2 separate regions of the Zea mays genome follow, and region 1 is linked to region 2. The links are chromatin contacts, called in public Hi-C maps. All regions are on one chromosome and are shown on one strand. Each heading gives the region's core, a stretch centred on a gene start, on an enhancer-like site or on the middle of the called end of the contact. The rest is flanking DNA. Distances are from core to core; before and after follow the strand shown. Region 1 holds the start of LOC100276408. Region 2 overlaps LOC100217221 (squamosa promoter-binding protein-like (SBP domain) transcription factor family protein).

Region 1 (6,240 bases), core at 907-3,406, 64 kb before region 2:
GTAGATTCAGGTGAGACACCCAGTGGAACAGCAATACTGGAGAGACGACACAAGCTCACTGGTGGAACAGCGATACGGGACCTCTCGTTTTCTTTGCCAAGGAACAACGTTTCTGAAACAATTACAAGCTCCACGTGATGTTTAGACCAGATCATCTTTTCCGTATGTACAGACAAGTATCCTCCTAGCCCCACAGTATAAAACCATTTCCAAACTTGCTGCGGCGTTACATGGTAAAAAAGAAAAGGTTGTCCAGGAAGGAAAATATAGGCTGCCAAAGACAAAACAGTCTGCTCGAATTCCCCTGTTTCTATACACCTCCGTGGGAGCCCGGCTTTGTGATTGCCTTCATTCACATCGACATGAATGAAGGCTTGGGAAGTATATGCCCTGCAAGAAGTAGACAACACCAAAGGTCATATTTACAGTGTTGTGCTGGACACCCAAACAAGTGAAACATGTATAAATTCTCTGTACAATGACAACGACGTAGGACTGGCACTAAGGGAATAAAGATAATGTAAGTCCACCGACGTGGAGTGATTCTAGATGGTAGTACCAGTTCACGTAGGACTGGCACGGTTAGTCTATCTGCTTTGTACATAAAAGAAGAAGAAAAATAGACTATAGACTTATCACTTGCTTAAATATAATAATTTTTCTAGTCTAGAGATAGTCGAGGCCGGTGATGATACTGAGGTTAAATTGTACGCTTATGTCAGTCTTGTATCTCTAATATTCTGTCCACATTGGAATATATGGCAGCTTGATAGTGAAATGTTGAAAAGGAAATGGTACAGGACGAGCCCCACTTGTCTGCTGCTTTTCTGCTCTTTAGCTAAGAGTCCAGGAGAGCTCTTGTTCTGCAAAATCATGAATCCTACCTAATATTGCCTTCACTGAAAGCATTTTTTTTTCATAAGGAGCCATCCCTGTCTCCCGTGATCCCATCAGCATGAATGAATAAATATACGAAGGTTTTCTTTTCCCCCTTGATCTAGAATTTTGACTTGCACTAAGCAACCAGATAATAGAATTCCCATTTCACCTTTTTGACTTCACATGCATATTTCTTTACCTAAGCTAACTTACAGAACTACAGTTATCACAATCAACTACAGTTATCACAATCTTTCCGGATCTAACTTACAGAACTAGACGTCTAAACCACACTCAGAATGAACTCGCAATGGCTTGCAGCAACAGGCAGCGGCCATCACTTGCTGGACCACTTTTCCCCTCTGTTTCCATGGGTTGGGCGGTGCCGGGCACTTAAATCCTAAGCTAGTTTTGTTAGCCAAGCAATAGAAAATGTAAAAGTGAGGTATAACACTTCTCCAACTAATTCCTGGAGGCTTTTCACATCGTCTGGAAATCAAATAGCCACGTCTGATGCCCTCTTTAACTAAAATATCCAGAACTGTCTTATTCCTCACTTGCAGCAAGAACCTATTCCAGCTTCAACATCCACAGAAATTTCAAGCGCCCCCAAAAACTTAGTCCGGTGCTTCATCAAAATCTAAGCGAAGGATGCCAAATTTGGCGCAACTAGCCCCGATCCGAGTAAATGAAAACGACCGACTCTTGTGTTCAACAGGAATCACGTCGAATTCTTCACTGGGTTCGGATATTGAGCACCCCCTCAAATCATACAGTAAGGGAAGGGGGCAAGTGGGGTCGTTTCGTCCCCAAACATGTAAATCGGCGTGATCACGTACATGGGGAGGATGCTTCCTTGGGCGAGCACGCGGCGGAGGGCCAGAGGAGGATGGCCCTCCAGATCCCGGAGAGGTTGGTGACGAAGCCGACGAAGAGGAAGAGGAAGCCGAGCCCGACGACCCAGGGCATGAGGAAGAATCCGAGCATGAAGGTGACCGAGCCGCAGAGCATCAGCGCCATGGACGCGCCCAGCAGCATGGACGCCACCCCGGCAGGTGTCACCTGCCGCGGCAGCAGCGGCCGCGCCCCCGCCCCGTCGTCCGGCGACGCTCCGAGGACGGTCAGCAGGAGCGCGCAGAGCTCGTAGAGCAGCCGCGACTGGTGCGCGTCCGCCGCCGCAGCCGGCGCCGCTGGCCTCATCACGCCGTCCCTGGAGCCTCGGAGGGGATGAGATGGGATGGGGGTGGGGAGGCCGAAATGGTGGTTTGCTTCGCGTTGCTTTTTCTCTTTGCCTTGCGGCTTTTTTTAGTTGAGTGGGGGTTTGCACTTTCCTGCAGCGGAAAGGAAGACGCGAGGCGGAGCTGGAGACCAAGGATTGGAAGCATTGAAGGGAACATGGGCGCTGTTGCTGTTGAAATACTGCTGGGGCCACCAAGAGGATAATGCCGGACGTATTCTTTATTGGTTGGCTGATTTCGCGGTGACGTGGATAACTGTGCGGCTAGTTGGTTGCCTACTAGTCAAAGTTTTAACAATTCCGCGAATTCGGGTTGAATTTGAAAGAAAACCGTTCAATTCTAGCTGCTGCTCCAGGCTCCAGCTGATCTCGAAGTCGAAGTGGTGGAAAACAGAACAAGAATGTTGTTCGGGTGGTTTTAACTAGGGATCAAAAACAGAAACCGTAATTTTCGGTTACCAAGAATCGTTTTCGAAATTTTACCAAAATTTAGTGCTAAACGAAAACGTTTACCGAAAATATAGAAACGAAATCGGTAGAAAAATACGGAAACGGAAACGATTTGGGTCCGAAAATTACCATATTTATTCGATATTTTACCGTTGGTAACTAATTTGGTCATTTTTCAGAAAATATTAAATCTGAACTAATCTTTGTAAATGTATAGTAAATTCATTTTAGCTTAAAAATATGAATCTAATTTTATTAGTTTTCTAAAATCAAGAACTATCTAATGATATATATAGTTTAGAGTTGTTTATAACTTTTATTGATCTTGTTTATAGTTTCTTTCCGGTTATTACTCTTGATACATCTATACTATTCTATTTATATTAAGAACATAACGTGGCCACCTGGTGCTACAAGATCTTCACTGTGCAGCCAGCTACTGCGCTGCCCAACACTCGACCCCCATCCGCGTAAAAAATACTGCAAAGCGAGCACTCGAACCCACGCCCTCTACTCCAGAAATTTGGGACTAACCACCAGACCACATATAGCTTAGTGTTTACAATTATATTTGAATAAATATCTCAATACCTATTTATATGATATATATAACAATCGTAGCAAAGTACGGGCAACTAGCTGTCGGGGACCCCCAAGACTCCTAATCTCAGCTGGTAACCCCTATCAACACAAAGTTGCAAAGGCCTGATGGGCGTAATTCAGGTCAAGGCCTCGTCCACTCAAGAGACACGATCTCGCCTCGCCCGAGCCCAGCCTCGGGCAAAGACAGCCGACCCAGGAGGATTCACGCCTCGCCCGAGGGTCCCCTCAAGCAACGGGCACACCTTCGACTCGCCCTTGGCCCAGCTCGGGCAGGCTTCGCGGAGAAGCAACCTTGGCCAGATCACCACGCCAACCGACCGTATCGCAGAAGCATTCAATGCAAGGATCGCCTGACACCTTATCCTGACGCACGCTCCTCAGTCGACAAGGCCGAAGTGACCGCAGTCACTTCGCCGCTCCACTGACTGACCTGACAGGAAAACAACGTCGTCTGCCCTGCTCCGACTGCTGTGCCACTCGCCAGAGTGAGGCCGACAGCAGCTAAGTCTAGCCTCGGGCGCCATAGGAAGCTCCGCCTCGCCCGACCCTAGGGCTCGGCCCCCGCCTCGACCTCGGAAGACGGTCTCCGCCTCGCCCGACCCCAGGGCTCGGACTCGACCTCGACTCCGGAAGACGGTCTCCGCCTCGCCCGACCCCAGGGCTCGGACTCAACCTCGACCTCGGACGATGGTCTCCGCCTCGCCCGACCCCAGGGCTCGGACTCAACCTCGACCTCGGACGACGGTCTCCGCCTCGCCCGACCCCAGGGCTCGGACTCAGCCTCGACCTCGGAGGAATCACCGCCTCGCCCGACTTTGGGCTCGGACCGACCACGCTACAGGGGGGGTCCATCATTACCCTACCCCTAGCTAGCTCAGGCTACGGGGAACAAGACCGGCGTCCCATCTCGCTCGCCCCGATAAAACAGGTAATGATGACACCCCGCATGCTCCATGACGACAGTGGTTCTCAGCCCCTTACGGAAGCAAGGAGACGTCAGTAAGGATCCGACAGCCCCGACAGCTGTACTTCCACAGGGCTCAAGCGCTCCTCCGACGGCCACGACATCACATGAACAGGGCAGCAACACCTCTCCGACAGCCACGACGGCATGTGCATAGGGCTCTGGCTCCACTCTGCTAGACACGTTAGCACATTGCTACACCCTCCATTGTACACCTGGGCCCTCTCGTTACATCTATAAAAGGAAGGTCCAGGGCTCTCATACGGGAGGGTGGCCGCGAAGGTGGCCGCGCGGGAGAACGGGCCGACGCACAAGGCTCTCTCTCTCTCTCTCTCCCTCGTGAACGCTTGTAACCCCCTACTGCAAGCGCATCCGCCCTGGGCACAGGACAACACGAGGCCGCGGTTTCCCCTTACTGTTTTCCCCCCTTGTGTTCCGTCTCGCTCCGACCCATCTGGGCTGGGACACGCAGCGACAATTTACTCGTCGGTCCAGGGACCCCCCCGGGGTCGAAACACCGACAAACTAGTATCTTCATAATTTGCAAGAGGACCTGAAGGACTAGAATGATACCGATTATATCGACTTTCTAACTATATGTATTTGTGCATAGTGCTTGTCAATTGTATTTGTGAGATATGTTTTAATCTTTATGAATTTGTGAGTATTTATATATCATTAGAAAATTGTATGTGGATGCACGATTTGTGTGATTTTTTTGAAGTCAATTGAGGGTACCTGTTACGATCTTTACCGGTGTATTTTATTTTCTGACAATAACCGATGTGTTTTCCGTACCAAACTTTTGTTTCTGATATTTTTATATTTTTGAATTACCGATATTATTTCCGTTTCAGGAGTTATCGTTTACGAGAAAAAAATATGAAAACAAAAATAATTTTAGTGTTTACCGATCGTTCGATCACCTCTAGTTTTAACTTTTAAGCCAACCGCTCGGGTTGCTGAAGCTCTTCGGCTGGTAGGGTGAACAGTATTTAACTAAAAAACGCCAGCAACAGCATCCGAAGCGGCTTGCTTTAATCCAGCTTCGTAATTTTAGTTACTGTGGCGCTATATTTATTTATTCTGTGTTGCGGAGGATCAGATTCTCGTAGGATTCAAACCGTGATTCTAGAAAGAGAGCATTCGCCTGTAACCACTTCAGCTCAGGTAGATTTTTGTTATAAAAAAACCGTATACGATATATATAGAAAACATAGCGATGCACCAATAACTAACTAGTATAGAATTACTGGTAACTAGTAATAGTCATATCATACGGTGTTTGGTTGATTTGCTTCCTATCTAAATCTAAATCCAGTGTATCAGGCCCCATGATTTGGGTGAAGCCAAGGATTTAGGGTTATGGGATAACATCCTACTTTTTTTTAGCATAGATAGATATAAAAACAACTCTAATTAATATTGTGGCATTGTCCGTACAATTTATGAAACCAATTGATTCAGTATCTTCGTTAATGTAACTAATTTGGTTATGACGTGCAAGGGAAATATGCAAGCGAACATCACTGTTTTTCCATGAATTTCATATTGTGATGTAATCCTGTCAGATTTGCACATATAATGAAAAAAAGGAAAAGACTTTTAGTCGAGAGCCATCACTGGCGTGTGGTGATCGATGATGGTCGCGGTCTCGCGGGAAGGAAGGAAGCGGGGGCTGACCTAGCATATATTATTGAGGTTCTACTGAAGACTGATTTAGCTTTATAAAATTTGATAAGGTTGATAAAACATGTTATTATGATGCTTTAAAAAATCGTGAAGGTGAAGTTACAAACTTTTAGACGGATTTTAGATAAGTTATTATATTTTTTTATTTAGATTTTTGTACATCGTTTAGTCACAAACTTCACGTCGAAGCTGGAACCATAGCCGTGCCAAATACCCCTAATGAAATGGACAATGTTTTTTTCGAAAAATAAACAGGAGAGTGGCATGGCATGCAAGCAAATGCCACGAGCTCACATGTCACGTGATTGCCGATCTCTCGCTCACATATTTTTAATAAACTGAACGTGTGGCCCGCGATGAGACCACGCCATGGGATCCTATTAATCAATTTGTTTCGTGATACGAGTTGGGTTGC
Region 2 (6,323 bases), core at 714-3,213:
GACTTACCGGTATAACATCATGCTCAGATGTTTTTAATATTGAATATAAATTGTATATATATGTATATATGTTTTTTCTAAAATAAAAAAAATATAATCGTTTTTGACCGGACCAACACTACGGGCCGAAGCTACAGCCCAAGTATGGCACGACGTTCTTGGCTCTTGCAAGCATTAGGTCGTTTCTGAGACCACATTGGCGCAATAGACTCCATGGTGTCTAAGGTTGCTGAATTGGATGGAGCAACAATGATTTGTCACACTAACAGGAAAATGAAAAGATTATTTGTTGGTTTAAACGTTAGTAATTGCTACGAAGTAGCACAATTTATATGGAGCGCATCCAGTTTTTATTGATGCCTCACTTTAGCATTCACTTCATATTTTGACTCATCTTTTTTATAAGTTTGAGTTCATGTTACTTATTTTAGAAACTTGAGCTCACAAACTTTCTCTTATTTGGTCTCTGTATGATGGAACTATGTCATTTTATAATCTCTGTTCATTCAGTCAGTCATTGTGAACTCTTTTCTAATCGCTCACTTTATTGGCCGTGTTGTACCATGACATATTGCATGGAGTAAACAATAACATCAGTTAGCCAAATAAAAAAATATTATACGGAAAGCAGAGACAATCAATAAAAATTCTTGAATTTTTTTGTGGGTAGTTTACGTGGGTATCATTGTAAGTCGTCGCAACGCACGAGCAACCGATTAGTCCTAGTTAAATTCTTGGATTTGTGGCAGTACATCTTAAAAGTCTAAGCAGAGTTGAGAGCCTGGCTGCGGTCGGCTAGCTCGTCTGCACAAGCACGGGACACGCCGCCGTCCGGAATGGACGGTTCGGAGAGAGGTCGCGTGTTGCCGGCAGCGGACGGAGGCAAACCAAAGCACGCGGGGAAGTGAATGGAACACCCAACGGACCTTGCGCGGTACCGCCCCGAGCCTGACGCGAGCTCCGTCCCGTCGTCCGATCCATCCCGAGGGATATTCGGCTGTGTGACGTACGAACGCGAGCAAGTGCCAAGTGGTGGTGGTGAGCGCGACGTGATCCAGCGGCGGAGTGCGTCGGGCGTCGGCGGCGGCGTACCGGTGGTGCCCCCAACCGAACCACAACGTGTCGACCGCCGGGCCGGCTGCCGATCGGACGGGCTGCGGTGAGTTGTGACTGTCAATGTGACCTTACCTTGGGCTTCGCCCGTTCGCCGCCGGTACTCGCGCGTTTATTCGGGCGCTTGCTTTGCTCCTTCCCCATGCGGCGGGGGGACGGCTATAGATGTCCAAACGGGTCACCCGGCACGGACCCGGCCCGAACCCGTTTCGGCCCGGTACGAATAGGGCCGGGCCAGGCACGGCCCGTTGATGCTTCGGGCCGGGTCGGGCTGGCCCACGTGCCTAGAGACATGCCCAAACCCGGCACGCACAGGGAAAAATCGTGCCGGGCCGGCCCGTTGGCCCGATGGGCCTCAACGGACCGGGCCGGGCACTGGCCCGAACCAACAGTAGAACGGTATATAAATACATATATTTAACATAATTAATCATATATAATAACATATTATTTATATATATTAAGACAACAAAATATTTATGTATGCATTTTATATTTATGTATGCATTTTATATATGTTTGGCCGCGTATTTAGTATTTACATACTATGAGAGAATTAAATGTATTTACATATTTAGTATTTACATAAATATGCGGGCCGCCGTCGTGCCGATCCATTTATCGTGCCGGGCCGGGCCAAAGCACGCGGGCCGCCGTATGTGCCCATACCCGGCCCGCTAAACGGGCCGTGTCGGCCCGGACCCGTAACCGACCGTGTCGGGCCGTGTTTGGACCGGGCTAAATTCGTGCCGTGCCACGGGCCAAACGGGCGGCCCGCACTGTTTGGACATCTATAGGGACGGCCTGCGACGGACCGGAGGGCGAAGAGGGGTGCGCAGATCTGATCGGGCGCCGTGACCGCTTTATCCGCACGTCCCGTCCGCTCATCGTGGTGTTGGGGATGGGATGGGGGATAGATCAGATGCGTGACGCTTTTTCGTTCGTTTGTTTGTTGTGTTGCCTTGCAACCTGCAACCAATGACCAATGAAATCAATCCGTCGGCGTCACCCTTTCTTCGAAATTTGCCTACCCCTTGCTTCCCATTACAATAAAGGAAAGGTTAACGTGGTCCGGTGGTTGAATAGTGCTGTGTGATGCTGAAATCCAAGATAAAAAGAAATGCACAACTACGCCGTTCAGGCCTTGCACGGACCGTGAAAATAGGCGCACGCTCGTTTGGGCAGAATATGTACTCGAATGGACGGAAAAACGTGCGCCGATGTCGGATTTCTCATGTGTCCAACTGTGACTTTGAGCTGTGCACTGCTCTTTCTTCAGGTAAAAAGCGGACGCAATCTTATTTGGGCCAACACCATTACAACGCGTCCTGCTTACCTGGCCCATCAGGCTCAAACGAGAGCCCATTTGCTACAGTATACGTGGCACCTTCCTAACGTCGGCCGTCCTGGCCCAAATATTCATTGCTGAACACACTCTACTACGCCTTTACTAGAAAATCTTTAGGCAAATGTGGCGTATGTATTAGACGCAGGCATATTTCACACTAAACTTTGCCATTCTAAATCAAACTTGAGTTGATTCTGCGGATGGACACCACGAGAAATTACATCCTAAGTAGTAAGAGAAGTTATAAGCATGATGTTTATACTCTTTTAGTTAATGCTTGTTGCACGTATTTTTATGTTGTTGCACGTATTATTTGTGGTAGCTAATAACCATGTCTAGTCTATGTATTCCATGAAATGTTCAACACAAGTTTCAAAGGTAAGGCCAGCACCAATTATGTAGCTCCTACTATTTCACCTACCGTCTAAGTATATCTGTTATGCAGACTTAATCTTTTTGTTATAACTATATGGTTAAGGTACATCATAGAAGCAGAGTTAGAATCATAAGAGCCCACTACACTTTTGTTGTTCTCCCACCTAACTATACCTTACTAAGTTATGCTTGAGCTACTTTGAACTTGTTTCTTCATCCTTCCTATATCTAATATTTGAGATGGGAAAGATAGGCATACTGAGAAAGCCACGGGAACATGCACTTAGGGACGACATGGTGGCAATAGATAGCACCTTGTAGTCAGCGTCATGTGACAACACAACATTAGAGGATGGTTGCGATGTTGTCGTCCTCCGGCTACAAGACAACAAAAGGCAGGCAGCGTCGGGTGGAAGAACACTGAAGTCCAGGGCGACAAACCATAGAAAAAAAACCTAGAAACCATGTGATTTGCACTCTCATTGCTTCCCCCTCCGATGTATAAGATGAGACATGGGCTCCTATAGAAGGGATTGGACCCTATAACACACTGATATCTATCGACCAACTTTCAAGAAACCAAACCCAAGATTAACATAGTGCTGCCCCTACATCTTTGTCCCTTATCCATGGTAAAAACTTAGTTGAACATTCTTCACATGAAAAACATCACTGCTGAACATAGAGCTTAGACACCTGAATCAGGATAAGCACCTTGTGTGTTTGAGTGCTTAAGCGACCAAAGATATACAGATCGACCCACATCAAACAACCTGATTATTTTTATGGTTACAAACACATGAGACATGACATGACCTAGTGTGGCAACATGGGTGCTACACCACACCGACGATTTAACATAGGCAGACACGAGATAGTATGGTGCAACGCTACAAAGCTACATGAGTAATGCGGGGCATGTGCAGTGTGTGTGGTGGTGAGAACGACAGTGAGAGGTGGATGGACAAATAATGGGGCAATAATACAACTTTAGGAACCCGAGTGTGCAATTGCAAGTATTGAGACCGAGATGAGAACTCAAGATAAGTTTAGAGAGCTAAATATGACATTTGAAAAAACTGAGGTAAGAATAAAAACTTGGGGCAAATTCGAGGGCCTCTAGTAAAATTTACTCTTTTTATTATATTTTGGTCTGTGCATCTTTAAACTAGAATGTTGTAGTAATATCTTTAGTCTTAAGCATGTGTGCTTTCCCTATAATGTGTTTTATGATAGCTTCCTTTGATGTTTTGGTTTCATGATGGATGACTAGGTGCTATTTACTATGTATTACAAATCAGAGATGGGAAAGATTAGAAAAAGATGTAAGATTATGTAGTGTCTGACTGTCTGTTCAACTAGGTGGCTAACTTTCCTTAAAAAATGTGTGCCCCTACATTGCTACAAGCCTAAAGATATATGATATTTCATTATTCTATACTATCCCCGTTAACAAATATATGACACATATGATTTCTTCTAAAAACTTTGTGCTTTTGTAATAGTCACTCGGCAACTACTTTTGTCTTCTTTTAGGGCTTGTTCGTTTATGCCAATCCAAAAGAGGATTGGAGACGAACAAGCCATTAAGACTGATTTGGTGGATAGAGATCACGTGGAAATCCATGGGGAGGAAACCCCTTGTGATCTAGGAATCCATGGGGAGGAAACCCCTTGTGGTCTAGCCGTTCAATTAATACAATCTTCTATGTTCTTGTTTCATTTTTTTCTTTGGATGACATGGTTTTTTATCACTCTTGGTTGTAAAAGAATAAAGGTTTTACACCTAAATTTTGATTATTTTTTTGGCCTAGGGAAAGGGAAATCATATTATAGTAAAACTTAGCACAGTACATCCTTAAATGTATGCGTGAATGGCAAAGATCCCTGACCTCGCTAGTCTCCCTGCCTCCCTGGCACACCAACGACAAAGATGGATGGTTACGAATGTATGCGTGAATGGCAAAGATCAAGGAAACAACAATGATCTGGCTATAGTCCTAGTGCAAATGACAAGCCTGTTGCAGTGTTGCCCGTGCAGCAAACTTGTCTCGATTCGGTTGATGGAGACAGGTACGCTTCCAGAACCAGACACACGGACGGTCTCAGTAATTTTATGCGAGTTTTTTTTCCAGGCCGCATATGCATCAGGCATGCAAAACGAAGAAACGAGCAAACGACAGGACAAGTTAAAACGGAGCGAGGGAGCAGCGAATAAATAAATAAAACGACCACTAGTACAGCTGAAACGATAGACTGCTGGACGCTTGAATTGGAAAGCTAGCTACTGCCACGAGAACGGGAGCGAAGGGGACGTCCCGTCGGAGGAGCCGTCGCCGCCGACGTGGAATATGCCGTGGTAGTTCATGTTCATGTCGTGGCCGCCACCGTCGGAGCTCGGCACCAGCACGGTGTTGAGCTGCTCGCTCTCCACGCCCGGGGGGCAGGCGAAACCGCCGGCGGAGACGGCGCTGGAGCCGGCCTGGGAGCAGGCGAACCAGGCGGGGGAGCCGCCGAACGGGTGGTGCTGCTGCTGCTGCTGGAGGCCGCCGGGGACGAGGGGCTGCGCCATGGGGATGTGCTCCGCGGGCTGGTGGACGACCATCCGGCCCACGTCGACGCTGGAGGAGTTGGCGGGGGATGACAGAAGAGAGAGAGCACAATCCGAGTCGAGCACGGCGGGGGCGAGCCCGTCGGAGAACATCTTGTTGCTGCTGCTGCTCTCTGGCGGCGGCGGTGGGGCGGCGGCGGCGGCGGCCTTGAGGAGGGGCTGGCACACCGTGGACGTGGAAGAGACCTCGAGCTGCTGCGCCCCCGCGCCCGCGCTGAAGCCGCCGACCTGCTGCTGGTCGCAGCCGTCCTGGAGGAACGGGAAGCGCCGGCCTTCCTTGGACGAGTAGGCCGGCGGCGTGGAGCCCCCGCCGGCGAAGTGCGGCCTGCTGCTTAGGACCGGGTGGCGCTGGTGCGCGTAGTATGAGCCGCTGTCCTCGGATTTGATGACTCCGGGCCAGCTCGGCTCCGGCCTTGGAACCGGGAACGACGAGAACCTCGTCCCTGCACTCGAAAACGGGCATGGACAAAGAATGAAACGTGCAGCAATGCAGCATTTGCTCAACTCTTCTTTAGCGCATGCATTTTTGATGGGTTTTCGTATGGACTATCATATGATATGATACAGAGAAGAAGAAAAATGCAAGGTGGTTGCTGACCTTGTTGACTCGTCATAAAGCTCCCAGAGCTCATGGTATCTGGCTGCGGCTTCCTGCGACGCCGGTTGTGCCCATCGAGCCTCTTTCTACAGCTGCGCTTGGCCTCGTCAAACTCCGCGAGCAAGTGAAACCTGATCAAACAAATTTCAAATTCAAAACAGAACTATTATTCTCTCAGGAGGAGCCCGGACTACCACACCACTGATGCTGAACAGGGTAACGCTAACGCCCAGCCATAAATATTTCAAATTCAAAAGTGGGGCTGTGAAACGCTGCTG

What was found. A called contact is a pair of places that touch in the nucleus more often than the background predicts.
Region 1: a contact with region 2 is called in a Hi-C map of leaf, with 2.9 times the contacts expected there. The contact joins the promoter of LOC100276408 here to the enhancer-like site in region 2. A contact is called at or near these places in 5 of 25 Hi-C or Micro-C datasets (bundle sheath, ear, leaf and 1 more).

What each region holds. Positions count from the first base shown.
Region 1 is chr7:142,975,680-142,981,919 of Zm-B73-REFERENCE-NAM-5.0, reverse strand. It overlaps LOC100276408, which reads right to left and starts at 2,156. Exons shown (of 2, transcript NM_001150211.2): 1 at 1,719-2,156; 2 at 60-390. The coding sequence starts at 2,079. The coding sequence ends at 353.
Region 2 is chr7:142,911,596-142,917,918 of Zm-B73-REFERENCE-NAM-5.0, reverse strand. It overlaps LOC100217221 (squamosa promoter-binding protein-like (SBP domain) transcription factor family protein), which reads right to left. Exons shown (of 3, transcript NM_001359706.1): 2 at 6,046-6,176; 3 at 4,875-5,890. The coding sequence ends at 5,121. Among protein-coding and RNA genes, the nearest start is that of LOC100217221, 6.2 kb to the right of the region's middle. Within about 2 kb of position 1,963, at least 20 of the 20 cell types and tissues checked have an H3K27ac peak or open chromatin away from gene starts, as enhancers often do. A contact at or near this core is called in bundle sheath, ear, leaf and 1 more, where this site is marked.